3 separate regions of the Mus musculus genome follow, and regions 1 and 3 are each linked to region 2. The links are chromatin contacts, called in public HiChIP or PLAC-seq maps. All regions are on one chromosome and are shown on one strand. Each heading gives the region's core, a stretch centred on a gene start, on an enhancer-like site or on the middle of the called end of the contact. The rest is flanking DNA. Distances are from core to core; before and after follow the strand shown. Region 1 has its middle 21 kb from the start of Gm41890. Region 2 holds the start of Usp9x (ubiquitin specific peptidase 9, X chromosome). Region 3 overlaps Usp9x (ubiquitin specific peptidase 9, X chromosome).

Region 1 (4,048 bases), core at 59-2,558, 57 kb before region 2:
TTTAACGCCATCTCCCTCCTACACAGAAGAATTTGAGGTGCAACAAGTTTGATGGATTTTCCTTTTCTCCTGTACATTATATGTGTATCATTTTAAACTATGTGTATGTTTGTCTATGTGGGTATGTGAGCCCAAGCATGGGTCCCCCCCTGAAACTGGAGTTACAGATGTTTTTGAGGAGCCACGTGAGTACTGAGAGTCTAGCAGAGCAGTGAGTGCTCTTCACTGAGGAGACGCTTCTCCAGCCCCACCCTACACTTACTTTAAATACCTATTCAAAATGACTCTAGAGCAGTTTTGGGGAGGTGGAAGCCAGAAAAATCGAGTTCAAGGCCAGCCTTGGCTATGTGGCCAGGTGGAGACCAGCCTAGATTACTGAAGACTGTGTCTAATAAAGAAAAAAAAAACCTTGATAAATAATAGACTCTGGAGCCAGAACTCAGCGAAATATAGCTTGAGTCCCAGCTACTCAGAACGGTGACACTCAATTATCTGAGTCCAGGTATTTGAGGCCAGCCTGAATGGCAGAGTGTCTGTCTCTGTCTCTCTCTGTCTCTCTCTCTCTCATACACTCATATGCTCAATCCATCAAAAATAATAAAACAAATCTTTAAAAAGGCCGGGCAGTGGTGGTGCATGCCTTTAATCCCAGCACTTGGGAGGCAGAGGCAGGCGGATTTCTGAGTTCGAGGCCAGCCTGGTCTACAAAGTGAGTTCCAGGACAGCCAGGGCTATACAGAGAAACCCTGTCTAGAAAAAAAAAAAACAAAAACAAACAAACAAACAAAAATCTTTTAAAAAGCCAAACAGTTGGCCTAATGCAGACGTAGGCCTTTAATCCTAGCATTTGGGAGGGAGAGGTGGGGGAAATCTCTTGAGTTGGAGGCCTTAGGCAGGAATACATAATGAGAACCTATTACAAACAAGAAAAACAAGCAAACAAACAAACAACCCAATCAACCAGGTATAAAGTGCTGCTAATATACTTCCTGTTTCTGAGCTTCACTTCTAAATGAAGCTCAATAAGGAAGGCCCACCCTGCGAAGAAATACAAAGTGTTCTTCACTTAGAGGGAGAGCTCTGAAGCCATCCAATCTCGCTGGCAGCTGAGAGATCTTGGAGAAACCACTGACCTTGAGCTATAAAATGTAGCAAGGTAGCTAACTTTGCAAGACAGGGCTTCTTTGTCTTTGTTATTAACAAAGTTTCCAAAGGAAAGCTGAGCCCCACCCACCTCCTCTGGGTGCCCTTCACTCAGCTATTGTAACCTTCTACATTTCTCATTGTTTCTGTTGCCTGTGAGAACCCATTGGAAACTGATTTCCACCTTGCCATCTCTACCAGAAAGGTAGTCAGACACCACCACCCATCACACATACCTTTTCAACGTGGGGGTGGGGGGTGGGGGTGGGGATATGCATCCAAGGCTCTCCTGGGACATGTGGATTCCAGGTTAGCACACCTAGGCTACAAGAGAACCGTACTCTGGGCACTATGTGGACACGCACTAGCACTGAGTTCCCCCCCAAAAGTCTGGGCACCTTCCTGCCATTAGCAGCTCCAGTTGGACTTCTAGTAAGAGCCTCCTGACCAGTCACCCTTGACCCAGGCAGCATGCAGACTGACTCAGACCATGCATTTACTTGCTTGAAACCCTTCAGTTCCCATTGGTCTTCCAGAAAAATGTAAAGAGCTGGCATCCAGGGCCTTAGTGTGTTCCTACCATCATGATCTGTGACCTTCTCATCTGCATTATTCTCCAGTCATTGAGCCTTCCATCACCACCAAGCTCTTCCCTGCCACAGGTCCTTTGCACTGTTTCCCATGCCCAAAAGTAAAAATTTGGAAGAACTTTCCAGCCTTTCTTCCATAGACAGCCATGTTCACCAGGCTCCTTCGAAAGGTGGCTTACAGGCCACCTATTCCCTGAAGAGTAACTAGCTAAAGTACCTGCTGCTCTCACTCCCAAATATATCTTTATTCTTGTTGCTGGTCTTTGCTACTTTGTTGGTTCTTCTTTTTCCCACCGTTTACTCCTTCATCCCCACTTCACCCCCATCACTAGAAAAGAGAGAAAGAAGGATGGAAGGGAGAGAGAAATCCCTGAATCTAATTCCTTTCCTTCAGTTTCTTCTCTGAAACTAAAATACTGCAAACAAACCCCCTGAACAACCACCAACCACCCACCCCTAGCAGGGCTCTGGCATTTATGTACCCTCTGAAAATTTTCTAGATTTCCAAACCTCACACAATTGCAGAAACTATCTGCAGCTGGCAAAACTGTGCCTCTGCTAGAGCATGAGGCAAATCATAGTCAGCTGCTATGGTCAGTCTGAAGCAGCCCCATAGCCACATATATTCACACCTGAGATTAATATTAAAACACATTCTTACAATATTTCTGTATTTGTTTTTTAAAGAAACCAAGTTCCAGGATTGTCACTAAAAAGAAAAAGGACAAATCAAGCTGAGCACCAGCGGTTCACCTCTCTGTCCCCTGACTGAGGACAAAAACATGACATGCTTCTTCACACCCCTGCCCAGCTAGAGCCAATCTCACTGCATGCCTTCCCAGCCGCCACAGACTGTGAACCCAAGTTAAGTTGCTTGCTCAAGTGTTCTGTAACAGCAGTGAGAAAGCAGTGACAAGAAGAGGTAAAGGATAGTATCATTGTGTCATGTAGGAGCTAGGAATCAATAGCTAGCTCTCTGACTTTGTTAACTGTTTGGAAAATGATATTTAAATTCAAAGGTGAGGGGGCTGGTGAGATGACTCAGTGGTTAAGAGTGCCAACTGCTCTTCCGAAGGTCCCGAGTTCAAATCCCAGCAACCACATGGTGGCTCACAACCATCCGTAATGAAATCTGATGCCCTCTTCTGGAGTATCTGAAGACAGCTACAGTGTATTTACATATAATCAATCAATCAATCAATCAATCAATCTAAATTCAAAGGTGAGATGGCTTAGCGGTAAGAACACTGACTGCTCTTTCGAAGGTCCTAAGTTCAAATCCCAGCAACCACATGGTGGCTCACAACCACCCATAATGGGATTTGACACCCTCTTCTGGTGGATCTGAACTCAGCTACAGTATTATTATGAATAATAATAAATAAATCTTTGGGCTTGAGCAAGTGGGGTTGACCGGAGCAAACAGAAGTCCTAAAAAATTCAATTCCCAACAACCACATGAAGGCTCACGACCATTTGTACAGCTACAGTATACTTACATACATAAAATAAATAGCCGGGCGTGGTGGCGCACGCCTTTAATCCCAGCACTCAGGAGGCAGAGGCAGGCAGATTTCTGAGTTCGAGGCCAGCCTGGTCTACAAAGTGAGCTCCAGGACAGCCAGGGCTATATAGAGAAACCCTGTCTCAAAAAACCAAAATAAATAAATAAATAAATAAAATAAAATAAAATAAATATATCTTTAAAAAAAAAAACAAAGGTCTCAAACCCTCTGAACTCACAATTCTTTCAAACTTATTTCATTATACCATATTTTATTATGGATGTTTCATATATATAAATATATCATACTTACTTCAGGATCCCAAAGAACTTTCTTTGTTATTGTTGTTGTTTGTTTTGTTTTGTGGTTTTTTTGTTTTGGTTTTTGTTTTGGTTTTTTGAAACAGGGTTTCTCTGTATAGCCCTGGCTGTCCTGGAACTCACTCTGTACACCAGGCTGGCCTTGAACTCAGAAATCTGCCTGCCTCTGCCTCCCAAGTGCTGGGATTAAAGGTGTGCACCACCATTACCAGGCTCAAAGAACTTTCTTTTCATTGGTTCAATCTATGACTTACTATGTTTAATGCTGAAACTGTGACATTTTAGAACTTATTTTTTAAATAATAATCTTAGACTGTAAGAGACAGAAGCAAGGAGAAGGAGAACAAGAAGAACATCAAGAAGAAGAAGAACAAGAAGAAGAAGAATGGTAAGGTATGGAGATGTAGCTTAGTCAGTAGAGTCTTGTCTGGGATGTACTAGGCCCTGATGTGATTCTCAGTACTGCATAAAACAGATGTGGGGGTCCATA
Region 2 (4,079 bases), core at 923-3,422:
CCCTGAGTAAGATTATGTTATTTGTGAGGAAAGTTTTAATTGTTCCTTTCTTATCTGGGTATCTTTCATTTCTTCTCCTTCTCTGACTAGAACCTCAAGTATAATGCTGAATAGAATTGGCTACTGTGGACATTTCTGTTAAGGATGCACTTTAGATATGGCTAAAAGAGCTACATGTGCTTACCAGGCTTGTTGATCTTAAACTGATGATTTAACCGTTTTGTTTTCCTATCTAAAGTCAAGGCTAGAAATACCTATCCGTCTGTTTCAGAGGGTTCTGAGGATTAAATAAACCCACCATACCATGTACTTAGCAAATTAAGAGTGTTACATGGTTGGTAGGCTCTCTCTGGAGGCTCCATAAGCAAGGGAAAGCATGCACGGAAGTAATTATATAAATAAGATTGCATGTGGTAAGAGTTATAAGGACTATAAATAATGTGTTTAGGGTAAGCTATTAGTTTTGTGGTGAAAACAGTCTTGTGCTGTATAGAGAAATGGTTTCAAAAAATTACACCGGCAACATGCTGTCCCCTAAATTCTTTGGGATTCCATTTAATATTCCTTTATTAGAAATGACTGTGTTGGGCTGGAGAGATGGCTCAGCGGTTAAGAGCACTGATTGCTCTTCCAAAGCTCCTGAGTTCAATCCCCAGCAACCACACCGTGGCTCACAGCCATCTGTAATGGGTTCCAATTTCTTCTTCTGCTGTGTCTGAAGACAGGTACAGTGTACTCACATACATGAAATAAATAGAAAAAAATTTTTTAAAGAAATGACTGCTTATAGCATAAGTTCATCTATTCTATATGAAATGTAATTAACTTTATAGTATTTTATAATGATTTTTAAAGATTTGCTGCCAACAGGCATTTTTAAGTCAAAATGAAATATCGATCAGTAATTGTATTCATTTTCTCTTCATTTGTGAATTTTAGGTAAATTATAGAATCGTTTCAAACCTACAACGTTTGAGATTGCTCTGTTAAGTTCTTCCTCCGCAGCTTATAGTTCGGAGTCTCAATATGCAGAAAATAGTCCCTGACATAGCGGATGGGTTCATAAGTCCCTCCCAGGTTCTCACACTGAATGGTGTTGATGATATGGCAATAGAAGTTCATTTTGCTACATTTAGTATTACTGAGTAGCTAAGGTGTCTAGGACGGTGTATAATTTTTTGTCTTTACTGTTGTAAGGATTCCGGTGTCCAAAATGTTCTCAGTCCCAGTCACTATGCCTTTAAGACTGACGAAATGCTTTTAGGTACTGATGCTGCAGGATCGTGTGAATGAGCTGCTTAAAGCGCCTCCCTCAAAGTGGAGTGGGAAGCAGCTCCCCCCACCCCCCGCGACCCCGCTCTGGAGTTCAAGCCACACCTTCCCCCTATCGGCTGGGTGCAGGTGGCCAAACCCTCAGGACCTGGCACCACTGCTCTGTGGCTTGTCCTATCCTCGTGTCACGTGACATGGGTCAGCTGCGCAGTCGAGACCCTCAAGCAAGGCGGGTGCAAACGCCTAGCACCGGGACCCAGGAATCTAGTCTTTCCGTCACCCCCCCCCCCCACTCCCCAACCAATCCTCCGAACCATCCCGGAAAAGGGGGAGGCCGGTGACGTCACCATCCGGGCACTGGATGGTGGGGCCATGGTTCACAATGGAACAAAAACAAGCAGCCCTAGTCAAACTAGCGACGCGGCTGCAGCTTGCGTGCTTATTAACCCTTTCCTGTCCACATCCCTGCCATTCCCGACAGTCAGTCCCTTTGCCCAGGCCGCATGCCGGATCTCTCCCTTCCCCCCACTCCACCCTCCTCTTTGGAGTGGTCCGAGTCCTTCGTCAGCTCTCGGTTCGGTCCCCTACGGTTTGTAAGGGTCTCTGGCTCCCTCGCATGACCCCCTGCAGTGGCCGTCCGGAAGCGATGGTACGATCTTTCCCTAGCATTGTCTTCCCCTCCCCCACCCAGCTCGCAGTGTTCCAGGCGACGGGGCCTTGTCTGGGCCCCCTAGTGGCCCACAGCGCTCTTCCTTTCTTTCCCTCAACAGCCTGAGGTGGACAGGGAGAGGGGGCAGCTGGCCCAGAGGGGGGCTGGGCAAGGGGAGGGGCCGGGCCGGGCGCTGAGGGCGGGGCTTGGAGGGGGAGGGCCCTGATGGGGGCGGAGAAGCGCTGAGCCTTGGGCGGTGCTGAGACTAGTGGGAGTCTGCGCTGCCGCTGCTGTTGCTGCCGCCGTCGCCGCCGCCTCCGACACTGCCACCGCCACCGCCACCACCACCGGCCGTGCGGGTTTTCTTTCTTTTTCTTTCTGTCTTTTCTTTTCTTTCTTGATTTGTTGGGTTCGCCATATTGACGAGGCTGTGGTACCCAAGGCTGCGGAAGCTAGAGTCCGCCGGTGGCGGAGCCGCAAGCTCTCGGTAAACGGCCCATTGGGGCCCTCCTCCCTGTCCCAGCGAACCCCCTCCCTGCCTGCACCGGCTCCCAGGCCTCGCGGGAGTCGGCCGCCGCCGCCTCGCCCTCCAGGGAGGCGGCCGCCTTTACCGCCCCAGGGCTTGGGGTGGGTGACGGGAGTGAGGACAGGAGCGGTAGCTAAGCGAGCAGGCCTGGAGTGGGGGGACAGAGGCGGCGACTAGGGGAAGGTGAAACTGCCGCTGCAGGAGGAGGAGCAGGAGGAGGTGACGCAGGAGAAACGCACCGCCCGGAGCTTGTCTGAGCTCAGCGCCCGAGCCTGAGGGGAGAAGGGGGAAGAGGGCTGCGGCCGGCCGAGAGGGAGGCGGCGGCCGTGGTCACCGCTGCCCTAGGGCGGCCAGGGTGAGGGCCAGACCCCTGGTCGGTACGCGTCGCGCGTCGCGAGCCCGCCCGCCATCCGCAGCCTCTCATATTTTTGTCCCTCGCCAGCCCCCGGCTTGGGATGCTCCCAGGTTAGGCCCGGTCCCGGGATCGAGCTTTTGCATCTCGTCTCCCGCCTCCGCGTGGCCCGCTTCGTAGGAGACTCCCGGGTTGTGTTTGGTGAGTACCGAGCCCGGCGGCGCCCAGGGCCTCCGGCTGGCTGGAGGGCTGGGGAGGACGGCGCGAGGGGGTGTGTGTGCGTAAGCGGTCCTCCCTTGGGGGCCTGGCTGCCGGGGTTGGGGGTCGCCCCGAGCCCCGGCCGTCGCGGGCGCGCGCGAGCCTCCGTGGTGCGCGCGGCCGGCGTCCCGCGAGCGTGTGTCCGTGTCCGTGAGTGAGCGTGGCGCTGTGTGTGCGTGTGTGTTTTGGACTGGCAGGGAAAATGGCTGACGGCTCCGGCCCTCCCCCTTCCTCCCCCTTCCCTGCCTGACGGGAGTGGAGAGGAGGAGGAGGAGGAGAAGGAGGAGGATGGAGACTCCGGCGCGCCGTGCCGCCCCTCCACCCGCGCGGGAGGTCGGTCGGGAGCGCGCGGGGGCGCGGGCACGGCGCGGGCGGGGGCGGGGACGGTTGGTTCGCGCGCCCCTTAACCCGGCGGCGGACGCCCTCGGCCTGTTCCACTTGACACCGAACGCCATTACTGAGGTGGAGTGATTTGGAGCGGGAGCGCTAGGCCCCGGCGACGCCTGGCTATCAGGCCCGCGGACGAGTTGGCCTCCTCGCCGCCCTCCCGCGATAACCCGCAGTCGCTCAGCGGCCCAGTGCCCTGAGAAGGCCGAGCCGGTTATCGCTCCCCCACACCTCCCTCGCCCCCTCCGGCTGCTCACGGTGGGCCAAAGGCCCGGAAGGATGTTTTGATGCCGAAATCGCTTCCAAGCGACAGTAGACCGACCACCTTTGTATTTTTAGCTGTTCCTGAAGGAGGAGGAAAAAACGAAGACGAAGAAAGGAAATACTAGTATGTGCAAGTTTGTAACTGATAAAACCTTGAGATGCTGGTGATGTGAGGCTGCAGGCTTGATAAATGGCTTGTTTTTCATTCATTGTGAAATATTTAAGTTAAACAGGTGCGAAGCTGGGGGTTTTGTTTCTGTTTGGATTTCTTCAGAGACTGGAAGATAAGATTTTTAGATACGACGTGCTTAAATTATTTTGAAAGTTCTGTAGTTAACACCGTTAATTGAATTTTCACAGCCACAGTTTAC
Region 3 (4,151 bases), core at 839-3,338, 43 kb after region 2:
CATTTTATATTTCACAGTAGGGGGAAAAATGACCTCTACCCCAGGCATATAGAGTCAGTCACTAGGTATAAAGCCTAAAAGTCAATATTTTCATTAAGTTTCTCTGATCAGTTTTTTTGTTGTTGTTAGTTTGGTTTGGTTTTTTTTGTTTGTTTGTTTTTTGTTTTTTTGAGACAGGGTTTCTCTGTGTAGTCCTGGCTGTCCTGGAACTCACTTTGTAGACCAGGCTGGCCTCGAACTCAGAAATCCGCCTGCCTCTGCCCTCTGATCAGTTTTAACACATTAAAAGTTATAAATCAGATATCTTGTTGAAATTTTTACTTCTTTGAAGGGAACAAATTAATGAATGTTTTCTGCATTTTTAAATACATCATACACATTTCACACATGCAAAGATAAACTTTTCCCCATAAAGACAGCTGTAGTAAGCAGTTATTGTGAATGCCCTTAAGTTAATAGTCATTCATCCTTCATGTTGAGGTGACTCCTGAAATAGTGGTGAAGTATGACCAGTGACAGACTTGAAAAAGGAAAAAGTATAAAACAGTCATTACATCATTTGGGTCTTCTTTCTCCCAGGATAATCTCTTGATACTTCCTTAATAATTAGTTCCTTAATGATTAATTGATTCCCCCTTTGGATTATCAAGAGCTTGCTAAATAGCAAGCACTTTTTTATAGTTGGGGAGCATCTCACTGTATATCCTTGGCTGCTTGGAACTCACTGTGTATACCAGGTCGCCCTCAAACTCGAGAGATCTACCACACTACCTTAAAAATGAAGAGGAGAAAATGAAATAAGGGTTTTCATTTCATTTAAATATCTTTCTAGGCCAGTTGGACAAATGCAAGTAAAAAGCAACGTGAAAAGCTCCTTGAGCTGATTCGTCGTCTTGCAGAAGATGATAAAGATGGTGTGATGGCACATAAAGTATTGAACCTTCTGTGGAATCTAGCTCACAGTGATGATGTGCCTGTAGATATCATGGATTTGGCTCTCAGTGCTCACATCAAAATACTAGATTATAGTTGCTCCCAGGTAAGGAGGTGGTGTTTGGCTTGGTTGTATTACTTTTGTGCCCCTACAGTACTAGGTAGTATGGCTAAAGTACAGGATAATTTTAGGTTATTTTAGCATTATCTTTTTAATGATTTTAAGAATTGATGTTTATTTAAGCCTGCCTTTCTTAGGTCTCTACAATAATGTTTTAAGATCCATCTGAGTCTCTGGAAGAGGAGGTACAAACAATAGGCCATTTAGTGATAATGTTGTCAAATGTATGGTAAAGGAATCAAATAGATCATAAAATATTAAGGCTGAGTTAGAAACTTTGGAAATAAATATTTTCTTTGCTCATAAAAGATAAAGAATAATTAGAATTTTCTAGGTAGTAGATTCTAATGTCAGGGTGTTGCATTAGCATGTTAATGCATGATTTTATTATGAGATAGAATCTTTTTAAGTTAAAACAAATCTCAAACCTAGTAAATTATAATCAAACTTTACTGAATGTATGTGATAAATTTTAGGATTTTACTTTTTAGAGTTTGGTAGTAAATATGAAGTTAAGATATACCTAGAGCACTTTAAAAAAATTAAACTCTTAGAGTTACAGTATATTTTATATTTATCATGTTAATCTTATAAGAAAAACCGACTTTATAATTCCATGGATTATTGGAATTTAGCTTAATTTCCTTATACATTTATCTTTAAATACTGTGACTTAGAATTTTCCCGAGTATTGATCTATATAATAAAACACTGAAATTGTTTAAGGACCGGGACACCCAAAAGATCCAGTGGATTGATCGCTTCATAGAAGAACTTCGCACAAATGACAAATGGGTCATTCCTGCACTGAAACAAATTAGAGAAATTTGTAGTTTGTTTGGTGAAGCACCTCAAAATTTGAGGTAAGACTTTTAAAACTAGACAGTTTAAATATTTTTATTTATGGTTTGTTAATTTCAATTTGTAAAAGAAAATTTTAAAGAAAGTTAATGAAGTGCCAGGAAACTAAGAAGAAAAGGGCTCCTTTTGGAACAAAAGAATCTTTTGTCATTCCTACATCCTTTGTTTCATTGATATGGAAAGTAAGCCATGATTAAGTGATCAGTACTAAAATCTAAGTGATCTTGCTGTTTGATGCTGTGTCACATGGTAGTTTTCACACCAAAAAAAAAAGATTGTTTTTTTAATTTTTAAAGTTAGTTTAGAAGATTAAATTGCATGGAGATTTAAATGATAGTAGATGGAATGATAGAACACTGGATTTTTTAATTTTTTAAGATTTATTTTATTTATTATATGTAAGAGAAGAGGACATCAGATTTCATTACAGATGGTTGTGAGCCACCATGTGGTTGCTGGGATTTGAACTCGGGACTTTCAGAAGAGCAGTCAGTGCTCTTAACTGCTGAGCCATCTCTCTAGCCCCTGAATTTTTTAAATATTTCTTAAGTATACTTTAGGCCAGCGATGGTGGTACACACCCTTAATCTAAGCATTTTGGAATCAGAGGTAGATAGATTTTTGTGGTTTCCAGATCAACCTGGTTTACACAATTAGGTCTAGGCCAGCCACGACTACAGAGTGAAACCCTATCTCAAATGGAAAAAAACAAAAACAAAGAAACTCCAAAAATGAAAAATAAATAACAAAAAACTTAGGTGTTGAAAAAATGGTACAATGCTTAAGAATTCTAGGTAGTCTTCCAGAGGACTAAACTTCAGATCACAACTATTTGTAATTCAATTTTTAGGAGATCCCATGCCCTCTTCTGGCCTCAGTATGTACTGAATATACATGGTGCACAGACACACGTGTAATAAAAATAAATATTTTTAAAAGAAGAAAGAAAGCGAGTTAATGGATTAAAAAAAAATGTACTATTTTAAGGTTCCAAAATCTGTTTATAAGTACAATTTGTCCTCTTATTTTCTGGGCATGAGTTAGAATGGTTGACATAGAAAGGAAAAATTATGTGGCATGAAAGAAAGCTTGAGTGTAGTGGAACTAATATTCATAAATGAAGTGTGAACAATGAAATCATATAATCTCGGGAGTATTCTTTAAATAATCATGGTTTCCTTGTATAATAGATGCAGGTGGAGGAAAAGGTAATGTTTGTCAAAGTAATGTATTTTGAGTATGTTTGGCCCAGGGTACATATGCCACTTAACCTTTCTGAAATTTATTAACTCTCAGGTAGACATAGTATTCAGCAACTCCTAGAAATTAATGACCTTGTCTATACTAGAATATGAAAGTTGTACTATCTATGAAAGTTGACTGTGAAATTTGTTGTGTGACAAGAACAACTTGGCTGCAAACCAAATGTTCCCAGGGAATAACTTAAACAGCTAGTAGTTTTTAAAATATTATTACTTTTTTTTTTTTTTTACTTTTGGGGGGTAGGAACTCGTTTTTGTATGGCAGTCAGAGAACAACATGTTCTCACCTTCAAAAATGAAAATAATGGGGATCAAGCTCAGGTTTTCAAGCTGGCAGCAAGTGCCTTTTCCTGCTAAGCCATCTGTTTGGCTTCTAATAATACTAATAATTAAAAAGTAAAAAACATTGGCCAGCAATTGGCAATGCTGGTTCTACAAAGAAGTTTGGATTTTTGGAATTTTCAAAAAGTCATGTATTCTTATAAAAATGCTTTGCTACTGCCATATTATAATAGATACAACTGATTCTTGCTTTTCAAGTAATACCATTTTTAATTTTTAACACTAATTTCTTTTAAGTTGCTTAATGTCATTAAGGAAGTAAATGAGTAAAGCTGGCTTTTGAGTTTTTAATTAGTAGCTAATAATTTAGTGGTGATAAACAGTTGATTGCAAGAGTTTAATTGCCTAATTATATTGTTAAGCTCTTCTCGTTTCAGTCAAAGTCAGCGAAGTCCCCATGTATTTTATCGCCATGACTTAATCAATCAACTTCAGCACAATCATGCCCTAGTTACTTTGGTAGCAGAAAACCTTGCAACTTACATGGAAAGCATGAGAATGTATGGCAGAGGTATGTATTGTAAGATAATTGAACTGTGAGAAATAACAGTGATTGCCATTTTCTATTAGGAGTAACAATTATATTTTTATTTATTTTTTATTTCAATCTTTTTTTTTTACAGTCTAGACTC

Evidence for each region. HiChIP or PLAC-seq counts read pairs in DNA pulled down with a chosen protein or histone mark.
Region 1: an H3K27ac HiChIP or PLAC-seq map of embryonic stem cells shows a contact between it and region 2, with 17 read pairs. The contact joins the enhancer-like site here to the promoter of Usp9x in region 2. A contact is called at or near these places in 2 of 15 datasets of contacts at CTCF or cohesin (both in embryonic stem cells), 17 of 484 Hi-C or Micro-C datasets (the HPC-7 cell line, embryonic stem cells, extraembryonic endoderm stem cells and 3 more), 14 of 115 datasets of contacts at active chromatin or transcription factors (the SCID.adh cell line, embryonic fibroblasts, embryonic stem cells and 5 more) and 2 of 9 other capture datasets (adipose tissue and liver).
Region 3: a contact with region 2 is called in an H3K27ac HiChIP or PLAC-seq map of embryonic stem cells, with 6 read pairs. The contact joins the enhancer-like site here to the promoter of Usp9x in region 2. A contact is called at or near these places in 2 of 15 datasets of contacts at CTCF or cohesin (CD8 T cells and the NIH/3T3 cell line), 1 of 484 Hi-C or Micro-C datasets (extraembryonic ectoderm), 4 of 115 datasets of contacts at active chromatin or transcription factors (the SCID.adh cell line, embryonic fibroblasts and embryonic stem cells) and 3 of 9 other capture datasets (adipose tissue, liver and pancreatic islet).

What each region holds. Positions count from the first base shown.
Region 1 is chrX:13,013,058-13,017,105 of GRCm38.p6, forward strand. No RefSeq gene overlaps it. Among named protein-coding and RNA genes, the nearest start is that of Gm41890, 21 kb to the left of the region's middle. Within about 2 kb of position 1,309, at least 11 of the 459 cell types and tissues checked have an H3K27ac peak or open chromatin away from gene starts, as enhancers often do. A contact at or near this core is called in embryonic stem cells and induced pluripotent stem cells, where this site is marked.
Region 2 is chrX:13,069,326-13,073,404 of GRCm38.p6, forward strand. Usp9x (ubiquitin specific peptidase 9, X chromosome) reads left to right here and starts at 2,173. Exons shown (of 45, transcript NM_009481.2): 1 at 2,173-2,408.
Region 3 is chrX:13,112,728-13,116,878 of GRCm38.p6, forward strand. Usp9x (ubiquitin specific peptidase 9, X chromosome) reads left to right here. Exons shown (of 45, transcript NM_009481.2): 12 at 833-1,039; 13 at 1,781-1,917; 14 at 3,897-4,030. Among named protein-coding and RNA genes, the nearest start is that of Usp9x, 43 kb to the left of the region's middle. Within about 2 kb of position 2,089, at least 1 of the 459 cell types and tissues checked has an H3K27ac peak or open chromatin away from gene starts, as enhancers often do. A contact at or near this core is called in embryonic stem cells, where this site is marked.